3 separate regions of the Mus musculus genome follow, and regions 1 and 3 are each linked to region 2. Evidence: chromatin contacts called from public promoter capture Hi-C data. All regions are on one chromosome and are shown on one strand. The core of a region is the stretch at or near the end of the contact, and the rest is flanking DNA. Distances in the headings are between cores, read along the strand shown.

What was found. Promoter capture Hi-C pulls out the DNA fragments that hold promoters and counts their contacts.
Region 1: a contact with region 2 is called in a promoter capture Hi-C map of pre-B cells, with 2.9 times the contacts expected there. The contact joins the promoter of Rbbp4 here to the promoter of Rps8 in region 2.
Region 3: a contact with region 2 is called in a promoter capture Hi-C map of pre-B cells, with 3 times the contacts expected there. The contact joins the promoter of 1700086P04Rik here to the promoter of Rps8 in region 2.

What each region holds. Positions count from the first base shown.
Region 1 is chr4:129,333,992-129,336,936 of GRCm38.p6, reverse strand. Rbbp4 (retinoblastoma binding protein 4, chromatin remodeling factor) reads left to right here and starts at 1,567. Exons shown (of 12, transcript NM_009030.3): 1 at 1,567-1,719; 2 at 2,293-2,440. The coding sequence starts at 1,704. Zbtb8os (zinc finger and BTB domain containing 8 opposite strand) reads right to left here and starts at 969. Exons shown (of 7, transcript NM_025970.4): 1 at 798-969. The coding sequence starts at 894.
Region 2 is chr4:117,154,740-117,157,952 of GRCm38.p6, reverse strand. It overlaps Rps8 (ribosomal protein S8), which reads left to right and starts at 1,821. Exons shown (of 6, transcript NM_009098.2): 1 at 1,821-1,895; 2 at 2,276-2,382; 3 at 2,846-2,945; 4 at 3,140-3,213. The coding sequence starts at 1,892. Snord55 (small nucleolar RNA, C/D box 55) reads left to right here and starts at 2,105; the gene lies at 2,105-2,182. It overlaps LOC115490046 (a small nucleolar RNA gene), which reads left to right and starts at 2,664; the gene lies at 2,664-2,767.
Region 3 is chr4:129,056,554-129,059,752 of GRCm38.p6, reverse strand. It overlaps 1700086P04Rik (a long non-coding RNA gene), which reads left to right and starts at 1,600. Exons shown (of 2, transcript XR_868180.3): 1 at 1,600-1,965. It overlaps Rnf19b (ring finger protein 19B), which reads right to left and starts at 1,609. Exons shown (of 9, transcript NM_029219.2): 1 at 857-1,609. The coding sequence starts at 1,482.

The sequences.
Region 1 (2,945 bases), core at 318-2,817, about 12 Mb before region 2:
TCTAGCTGTCCTGGAACTCACTATGCAGACCAGGCTGGCCTCGAACTTAGAAATCCGCCTGCCTCTGCCTCCCAAGTGCTGGGATTAAAGGCGTGCGCCACCACTACCCGGCTAAATTTTTTTTTTAAATATTTATTTATTTATTATATGTAAATACACTGTAGCTGTCCTCAGACACTCCAGAAGAGGGAGTCAGATCTTGTTGTGAGCCACCATGTGGTTGCTGGGATTTGAACTCCTGACCTTCGGAAGAGCAGTCGGGTGCTCTTACCCACTGAGTCATCTCACCAGCCCCCGGCTAAATTTTTATCTTTCAAAAAAATTTAACGTGATGCAAAAGTTGCAGTACGTAATAAGATCCAATCTTGGGCTGTGGACACACACGTACGCACGCACGCACGCACAGAAAAAGGTATGTCTTGATTACTCTAACCTGGTCACACTATTCCCTACTGGGAGAAACTCGAGGACAACCCAGAAATCACTTAAAAATACAACTAATGCACAAGTATAATTTACAATGATAAATGTTGGACCAGCGCCACACCATTTAACTCTATCCCCAAAGGTAAGTGTGATTCAGGCACACATGGACTTTTAGAATGGATGGGGGCAGGGGATACGGCCTCGGGTTTCTTCATTCTCTAGTAAGGTGATCTTTTTCTTCACTTTCCCCCTAAATTGGGTCCAAAGAGGGGCACACTGTGATCACGCCAGAGCACCTTTAGGGCAAAGAAGTGGGCGAAGCAGGAAGCCGCAGGTTGTCCGAATGCAAGAGATGTGGGCCACCTACTCACATTCATATTTTCGATTGACTGGAGGATACTTGTCCTTGGTCGCCTTCTGTTCCTCCGTCAAATTGTAATCTCTAACATCTTCCTCCTCTTGAGCCATGATTGCGGAGTTGGTACTCTTACTTCCGCCCTTCATCAGCCAGACTTCGGCCCCGCGCCATAACTTCCGCTCTACACCCCACCCCCTTGGCAGCGGGTCTAAAAGGACCAGGACTCCATTCTGCAAGCTCGCGGAAGGATATACCCGCTTGCGGCTGCCGGGCTGCCGGGCTGCCAGGCTCGGTCCTGCCGCTTTTATAACATGTTTTAGAGACCAGCATCTTATTTCCTGCACTCATCACTATTAGTACCGAGGGAGTCAGTTAAAAGACGCCACCTTGAATTAGGCACCTGTAAGTCTAAACGGTGATGCGTTTTCTCCTCGTCTGGCCCTCCGAGTTGCTAACCAGACCCGGAAACACTTCCAAATTCTTTCGCTACCCTGAGGGAGTTGTCAGCATAACGGCCTGCTAAGAAGATGGCTGCGCATGAGCGTGTAGGGTGTATGTCACGTGATCTGCACGGGCCTCATCCCGGCAGGCGGGGCGCGCGCGCAATCCGTGGAAGTCTCCGGACTGTGGTGGGGGGTGGGGGAGAGAGAAGGGGCGGAGCGCGCGCGCCTCGGGACTCTGGAGAAAACGACTCTCGAGCGTCTCCATAGGCCGCGAGGCGGATGCTCCGCCCACCCCTCAGACCCGCGCTTTCTCATTGGTCGGTGTTGGCGCGAAGGCACGCGAGCCGGCCCCCTACGCACGGGCCGCAGGAAACAATAGAGGCCGCGCGCGCGGAGTGGAGCGCTCGTAGCCTCCCCGCCCCTCCTGCAACGCACGACCCCGGGATCCCCCAACCCCTCCCGGCTCTCCTGCCGCCATGGCTGACAAGGAAGGTGAGTGTGCCGAGGCCGGCTCGGAAGGGACGGTGCTGGCTTGTAGGGCTGTGTCGTGGCCTGTTACGCGGCCTGAGACGGAGAGCAGGCCCGACTCTGGCGAGCCTCGTCCCAGCGACGCCGGCCTGAGGACTGAGCTCCCCGGCGGGGCGGGCTAACGGCGCAGCAGCTCCTCCGGAGCGGATGCGAGGCGACGCCAGGTCTCCGGCCTAGGCGACTACGAGGCTCCCTGCCGGTCCCTCTGCCTGCCGAGACTCGGGGCGCCGCTCTCCATCCCCAGGCTCGATGCGCAGGTCTCCTCCCCGGGTTTGGCGGACTTGGCGCGCGCCACCGTGCTTCGTTCGGGGTTGGACACCATCGGCCCCCGAAGGAGTAACGGAGTGTCCGGCTGGGGTGGCCCCAGGACTTCCGGCCCGCCGCGGCCGAGAGTGGCGTTGGTGCCCGCGACCTGGGAGATTAAGATGAATCTCCATTTCGTTGTCAAAATCCGGGCGCTACGCCGGTGGCTTGGAGAGGTTTGTGCCCTTTCCGTTTACGTTCGCTAACTTGATTTGTCTTTTAAAAACATTTTAGCGGCCTTTGACGACGCAGTGGAAGAACGGGTGATCAACGAGGAGTACAAAATATGGAAGAAGAACACCCCTTTTCTTTATGATTTGGTGATGACCCATGCCCTGGAGTGGCCCAGCTTAACTGCCCAGTGGCTTCCAGATGTGACCAGGTGACGCGAATCTTGAATATTTTTGATAGTTCATATATTTTAATTTTTTTGCCCTCCAGTCACTCAGGGGGGACATTATCAGAGCTTATGAGTACTATTTATTTTCCTCGACTAGAAATAATGTCAAAAACAGAAGATCATTTTGTAATTTACCCTGCAAAGAAAACATGCTCTGTTGTTGTGTTGTTGTTTGATTTTTTTTTTTCTTTTTCTTTTACTTTTTTTTTTTAAGTCATCTCTATTTGTATGAATACACTGAAGCCAGAAGAGGGCATTGGGTCCCATTACAGATTGTTGTGAGCCACCATGTGGTTGCTGGGATTTGAACTCAGGACCTTGGGAAGAGCAGTCAATGCTCTTAGCCGCTGAGCCAGCTCTCCAGCCCTGTTTTTGTTTTTTCCCTCAGCATGGAGTTGAATAGCCATTCTTAAGACTGGAGTTGGCCATGTAATATAAAACTTGACCGTTTTCAAAAGTTATTCTGGGTCCAGTTTATTCAACAAAA
Region 2 (3,213 bases), core at 572-3,071:
GTACATTGGTGGTGGCTCTGACTTGCATGTGGCAGATTCTCTCTACCACTGAAGTGGCCCAGCTGCTGCTATGAGGGATACTATGGCAAATCCCAAGGTCAGGCCAATTCAGAAAACCTAGATGTGGTAGCTCGCCTATAATTCCACAAGTCAGAAAGGCTGACACAGGAGGATTACCAGGAGTTCAAGGCTAGGCTGGGCTACTGTGAGCATGTAAGACCCTCAAAAAAACAAAAACAAAGCTGGGTGGTAATGCAGCTTTAATCCCAGCACTTGGAAGGCAAATCACAAGCTTGTGCCTTCAGGCCTGGCTCAAGAACACTTTTAAATGATATTAAAATGATTAAATGATATTAAAACAAAATTAAAAATCTCTTCAAGCCAGGCGGTGGTGGTGCACGCCTTTAATCCAGCACTCGGGAGGCAGAGGCAGGTAGATTTCTGAGTTCGAGGCCAGCCTGGTCTACAAAGTGAGTTCCAGGACAGCCAGGGCTATTCAGAGAAACCCTGTCTCAAAAAAACAAAACAAAACAAACAAACAAACAAAAAACCCCAAAAAAACAAACACAACAAAAAAATCGCTTCAAAACTGTAAAATCGTGGGGGGGGGGGGGGCTGGCGAGATGGCTCAGTGGTTAAGAGGGCCGACTGCTCTTCCAAAGGTCCGGAGTTCAAATCCCAGCAACCACATGGTGGCTCACAAACATCCGTAACGAAATCTGATGCCCTCTTCTGGAGTGTCTCAAGACAGCTACAGTGTACTTACATATACTAAATAAATAAATCTTTAAAAAAAAAAAATCGGATACACGCAGTAAAAACCTCAGAATCAAAATTTAAAACATTTGAAGTTAAAGTTTAAAATTCAAAAAGAAATCGGTCAGGTGAGAGGTCCCTTTAAAAGTAGACGTTCACTGACATTCAAGGCGACGTTTAAGTTTAAGAAATAAAATGTACTGACTGAGCTCTCATCTTGTCTGACGCCGGAGCCCCACTGTCCTCTGCTTTGATTTCACTTGGAGGGGTGTCTAGTGCCTCAGTTTCTCCTCAGCCGGCCGCTTGTTCCTCCCACTGAGCAGTAGCTCATTCTTTAGCTCAGGCTAGCCCTCAACTGGTGATAATTCTCTGTCTCAGTGCTGGATTTCAGGTTTGACCCACTGGGCCAGACCAGATTGTCAGATACTTTGGAATTGGAATTTCAGGAACTGTGAGTCGACCTAAGCACTTGATGCTTTTGAAGAGACCCTGAGCACAGTTTGCAGTACCAATCTTTCCAGAACTAAAACTGTTTTTAATTTCCTTTTTGATTGCTAATTGCTGCCATGTAAGAGATACACATGAATTTTGTGTGTTCATATACAGGGTCAAGTCCCCCTGTGAACAGAGCGTTGGAGCTTCTACTACTTCACTTTTCCAATTAGGGCCCTTTACTCTTTTTTCTTTTTTGGTTTTACAAGTTTACAAGGGTTTCTCTGTATAGCCCTGGCTGTCCTAGAACTCACTTTGTAGACCAGGTTGGCCTCAAACTCAGAAATTCGCCTGCCTCTGTCTCCCGAGTGCTGGGATTAAAGGCGTGCGCCACCACGCCCGGTTTAAAAAAAAAAAAAAAAAAAAAAATTTAAAGGACAAAATGTAAGCACAACAGGCAGGCAAGTGTGCCCTATAGCTCAGCTTAAGGAGCCCGCCCTCCAGACCGCCCAAGGTCAAGGGATTTGAGGCGGGGTCCGCGTGAGTTCGCACGCCGCAGGACCCTCCCCTGTGCCAGCGTCCCAGGCTCGCCGCGGCCCCAGGTCCTTCCCGGCAACCGGAAGAGACGTAAAGAAGGCGGGGCTGAGTTTTAGAAACCGGACCGTGAAGCTTTGCGCTTCCTCTTTCCAGCCAGCGCCGAGCGATGGGTGAGTGTTGCTGCGGGCCGGGTCGGGCCGCGGGGGAGCGAGCTCCATCCGTCTCCATCCTGCCTCCCGACGCATGCTCGGCCCGACCATGGGCCACGGGCAGCCGTGGCAAGGGCCTGCGGTGGGCTAGGGCTGTGGAGATCGCTGCGGCCGCCTCCGGGGCTCCGGGCTGCGAGCGGGCCAACATGGCTGCCGCGGGCCGGGCCGCACGCGGATGATGACACCTGGGTATGCTGCACACTCCCGACTGCGTCGTGGGGAAGCCAACCTTGGAGAGCTGAGCGTGCGGGCAGCCCGCGCAGCGCGGGGCTCGGGAGCGGGCTGATTGGCCGGCGGCGAGGCCCGGTTGCTCAGGCTTGCGTCCTCGCTCCCACACACAGGCATCTCTCGGGACAACTGGCACAAGCGCCGCAAGACCGGGGGTAAGCGAAAACCCTACCACAAGAAGCGAAAGTATGAGCTGGGACGGCCCGCTGCCAACACGAAGGTGCGTGCGGGGGTCGGGGGGAGGACGACTGGGAGAGGCTGCCTTCCCCTGCGCTAGAGCGTGTTTGCTGGGGAACACGAGTGGCTGTGATCACCTTTGTAAGGCTCAGGTTTCTCGGTGCTGGCGACTGGACATGGAAGTGTGTCCACGTGCAGGGTCTGTGCACCCTAATCTCCAAGCTTAGGGTCTACTGGAGCCTAGGAGTGGGAGAGCTGCAAGCTTGGTGTGTTCCTTACTGGGGTTCTTCCTGTGTTAGGGGGGGTCTGGCTTTTTCTGGAGGTAACTAGGGTGATGAAAACGTATCCTTAGGCGTGGTTATGGCCGTCTTGGCCACCTGTACACCACTTGCCAATGCAAGGACTTGTCATAGTTACACTGACTGTTACCTCCGTCTGGTTCGGGTTCCTCTCCCAGTCCCCACTCGTTTTGATGACACATGTTCTGGCCTTCTTGTGTTCTCTAGATTGGCCCTCGCCGCATACACACAGTCCGAGTTCGAGGAGGCAATAAGAAGTACCGTGCCCTGAGATTGGATGTGGGGAACTTTTCCTGGGGCTCTGAGTGTAAGTAGGTGTTGAAGTATTTGAATTTGTTCTTGCTGAAAGATCCTGAGGTAGTTGGAGAATTCTTTGCCATATTCTGATCTCTTAACTCCTGCAATGAGAGGTGCTTTCTAGAGAATGTTAAAAAAAGATTTCAGTAATAAAAAAACATTAACTGCCCCAGCCCCTGATTGTGAATCTCTCTTTGTATGCAGGTTGTACTCGCAAAACAAGGATCATTGATGTTGTCTACAATGCATCCAACAACGAGCTTGTCCGCACCAAGACC
Region 3 (3,199 bases), core at 351-2,850, about 12 Mb before region 2:
TGTTTTGTTTTAAAGAAAGGGGGTGGAGGACCTCCACTGAAAGCTTCAGACAGAGAAATCAGTAATTCCTGCTCTAAAGAGTATTTTAACTCACTGACCTTTGAAATCAAGCATACATGGAACATTAAAAAGACTGTCATACAGATTTCAAGACTGAAAAGGTAGGCAAACACATTTTCTCACACCAGATCAACTTCTGGGTAGACACCGCCTCTGAGCCCTATTGATTTTTCTGGTCAAAAAGTCTGTTGTGACTTTGCCCTCGGCAGCACGTTAGGAACCACAAGGTGCCTGCCAGTGGCTTAGCACAGCACGCAGTGCCCAGGGTGCCCCTAGAGCTGTTAGTGAGCTGCCTTCTCTCATCATCTGCATCTCAACTTTCAGCAGCGGTTGTGTGGAAGAACACGCCTTCTGCAATGCTGCTGCTAAGTGCGCCCCTAGCCATATGGACACACCCCTCGGAAGCGCGGCCCCTTCAGTAGGACATTTTCATTCTCTCTCCTATAACAAATATTCCTTCTCAATCATTACGATAACACGCACATACACACACCTCTCCCTTCCTGGGCAAAGAGAAAGAAAACAAAACAAAACAAAAAAAACCCCTGCTCACCCGGATATTCTGACTTAATGGACAGTTCCCTTCTCTTAGCACTCAGCCACCACCTCAAGCCACCTCAAGCAAGTAGGTATAGGGTGCTGAGTGCCATCAGACCGGTTGCAAGGCTGGTCTGAGGGTCGGTTACTCGTGATCGTCCGTCCTCTACCTCCTGCTGGGCACCATCCTCTCCTCCCTCAAGGTGTGTGACACCCGTTGCACCCGGGACGACCCCCGCGGCCACGCCCCCGCGCTCACCCGCAGTCAGGGGCCGGACACCAGCGGCAGTCGGGGTCCGAGGCCAGGTACCGGCGCAGCATGAACTCTTCGTACTTGTGCATGAGCGGCGGGTCGGCCAGCAGCAGACGGATGTCGTGTGGGTTGAGCCGCTCGCTGCACTCGGGGCAGCTGATGGGCACGCGGCTCTCGCTGATCTCCAGGCGCAGGTAGTGGCGGAGGCAGTCCCGGCACGAGCGATGCGGGCAGCTGAGGAGGCGCGGGGCCCGCTCGGGCGGCAGGCGCACCAGGCACAGCGGGCACTCCACCTCCTCCGCGCCGCCGCCCTCCGCCGCCTCGTCCTCCTCCGGCCCGGCAGCCACGGCCTCCGCCTCAGCCTCGGCAGCGGGCTCGGAGGGCAGAGCTTCCACCGGCGGGGCCTGAGCCTCAACCGGGGCCGGAGCGGGCGGCGGCGGCGGCGGCGGCGCAGCCGGGGGCGGCGGTTCGGCCTGAGGCTTGGTCCGGGCGCGGCGGCCGCGGGCCGAGGCGGAGAAGACGCTGTGGAAGGTGAGGCGCCGGCGCCGGCCGCCGCTGCGGCACTTAGGGTCGGGGGCGGCCGCATGGAGCGAGGTGGAGCGCGGCGACTCGGAGTCCTTCTCGGAGCCCATGGCCCGCAGAGGCTGAGGAGCCAGGGGCGCCCAGCGCCGCCGTAGCTCCCGCCTCAGCGCCCCCTCCCAGCCGGCGCCCCGGCCGCCGCCGCCGCCGCCACCGCCTCGGCAGTCCTCCCAGAGACAGAAGCCGACCAGCCGCTACGAAGTGGTTATAAAGCCTCCGCCCCGCGCGCCGCGGGCAACTGCGCAGGCGCCGGCCTCAGACACCTCACAACCCGCGCGGCCCCGCGAGAGGAGCTGGGCGGGGCCTGGAGGGCGGGGCCTGCAGGCTGCGGCGAAGCCCCGCCTTCTGCGGTCAGGTGGTCCGGCGCAGCCATATTTTGCACAGGCTCCACCCTCCGTTCCTTGTCCAGGAGTCAGGGGTCTTCTTTTCAATGAGGATGCCTTCATTTCGTCTGTAAAAAGAAGACGAGCGTTGATCTGGTAGTGATTCCCGCCGATCCACCGCCCAACATTTCTGTTGATGCTAGCCATTAAGTGGTAAGGAATATAGTCACTCATTGAAGATCCTCAAAGTGAGCCGCACTTCTAGATAAGACAGGCAGGCTCCCCTATCTTCAAGAATGAGTCCAGAGTTTTCATTCTAGCATTTGCTGTTTTCTGTCAACTAGTGAACTTACTCCTAAGCTGTATCTCTCAGGTACTCTGGTTAGTCACTGTTGGTAGAAAGAGGCCCAACAATTTCGCTTCTAGAAATGGTTTCTTTCAGTCCCCCTTCCCCAGTTCCTCTAACAAAAGACCCTTAGGCTTGGTGATGAGAAAAGCAAATACCTTCAACAGCAGCAAAGCCAGGTCAGGATTAGATTTTGGCTTAGAGAAATGAGAGAGGGAGGCTTATGATAGAGAATTTTCTTTCCATGAAAAATATGTCCGAAGATCGACAGTTCAAGCTTCTGTCTTAAGCTCACCTCATTCTGCCATATTCCAAACGGTGGGAAGAAAAATGTCTTATTTTAAGAAGACTGCTTAGGAAGTTCTGCCCAGTTTTGCTTGAATCTCATTGGTTAAAACAATCATCTTGATGCATCTTTCTTTAAAGATAAAAACAGTGTCTTGTTATTAATAAGGAATGGCAGTGAAGGCTTACAGTGATTCACTTGTCTAGCATGCCTTAAGGAGATGGGGGTGGGGATCGTGCAATGTAGGAACAGATATGTGAACATAGTAAGTTGTTTGATTTTTTTTTCCTGGCCAATACTTAAAACCAGATCCGCAACTCTTTAAACTTTTGAGATTACAACAACACAGCAAACGAAGCCCATTGGAAGAAATGTCCGGTAATGAAAACTAAGAACAGGGTCTAGTGGCCTAAGAAGGTATGATGTCATAGATGATCAAGCAGGTGTGATGTCATAGATGCCAAGACAATTTGTTTGCAAGAGGAAGTGGTCAGCCGTCAATTGTGACAAATGCTGCCAAGAACCCAAGAAAGAGAAGGACAGAAAAATATGACGGCTGGAATTGACAACACCAGGACTTTGTGTGTGTGTGTGTGTGTGTGTGTGTGTGTGTGTGTGTGTGTGTGTGTGTAGGGCAGAAGGGTAGTTTTCCTTAAGAAGAAAAGAGGTTTAATGCTAGATAGCTAAAACACACTTCCGTGAACACGTCACCAGCTCCAGCTCTTGCTGGGTCTGTATGACACTCGGCTAGGCTCTGTCTGTCGTGTTAACAAATATTCTAAATAGCTCGATGGCTTTAACGCAGGACATATTTT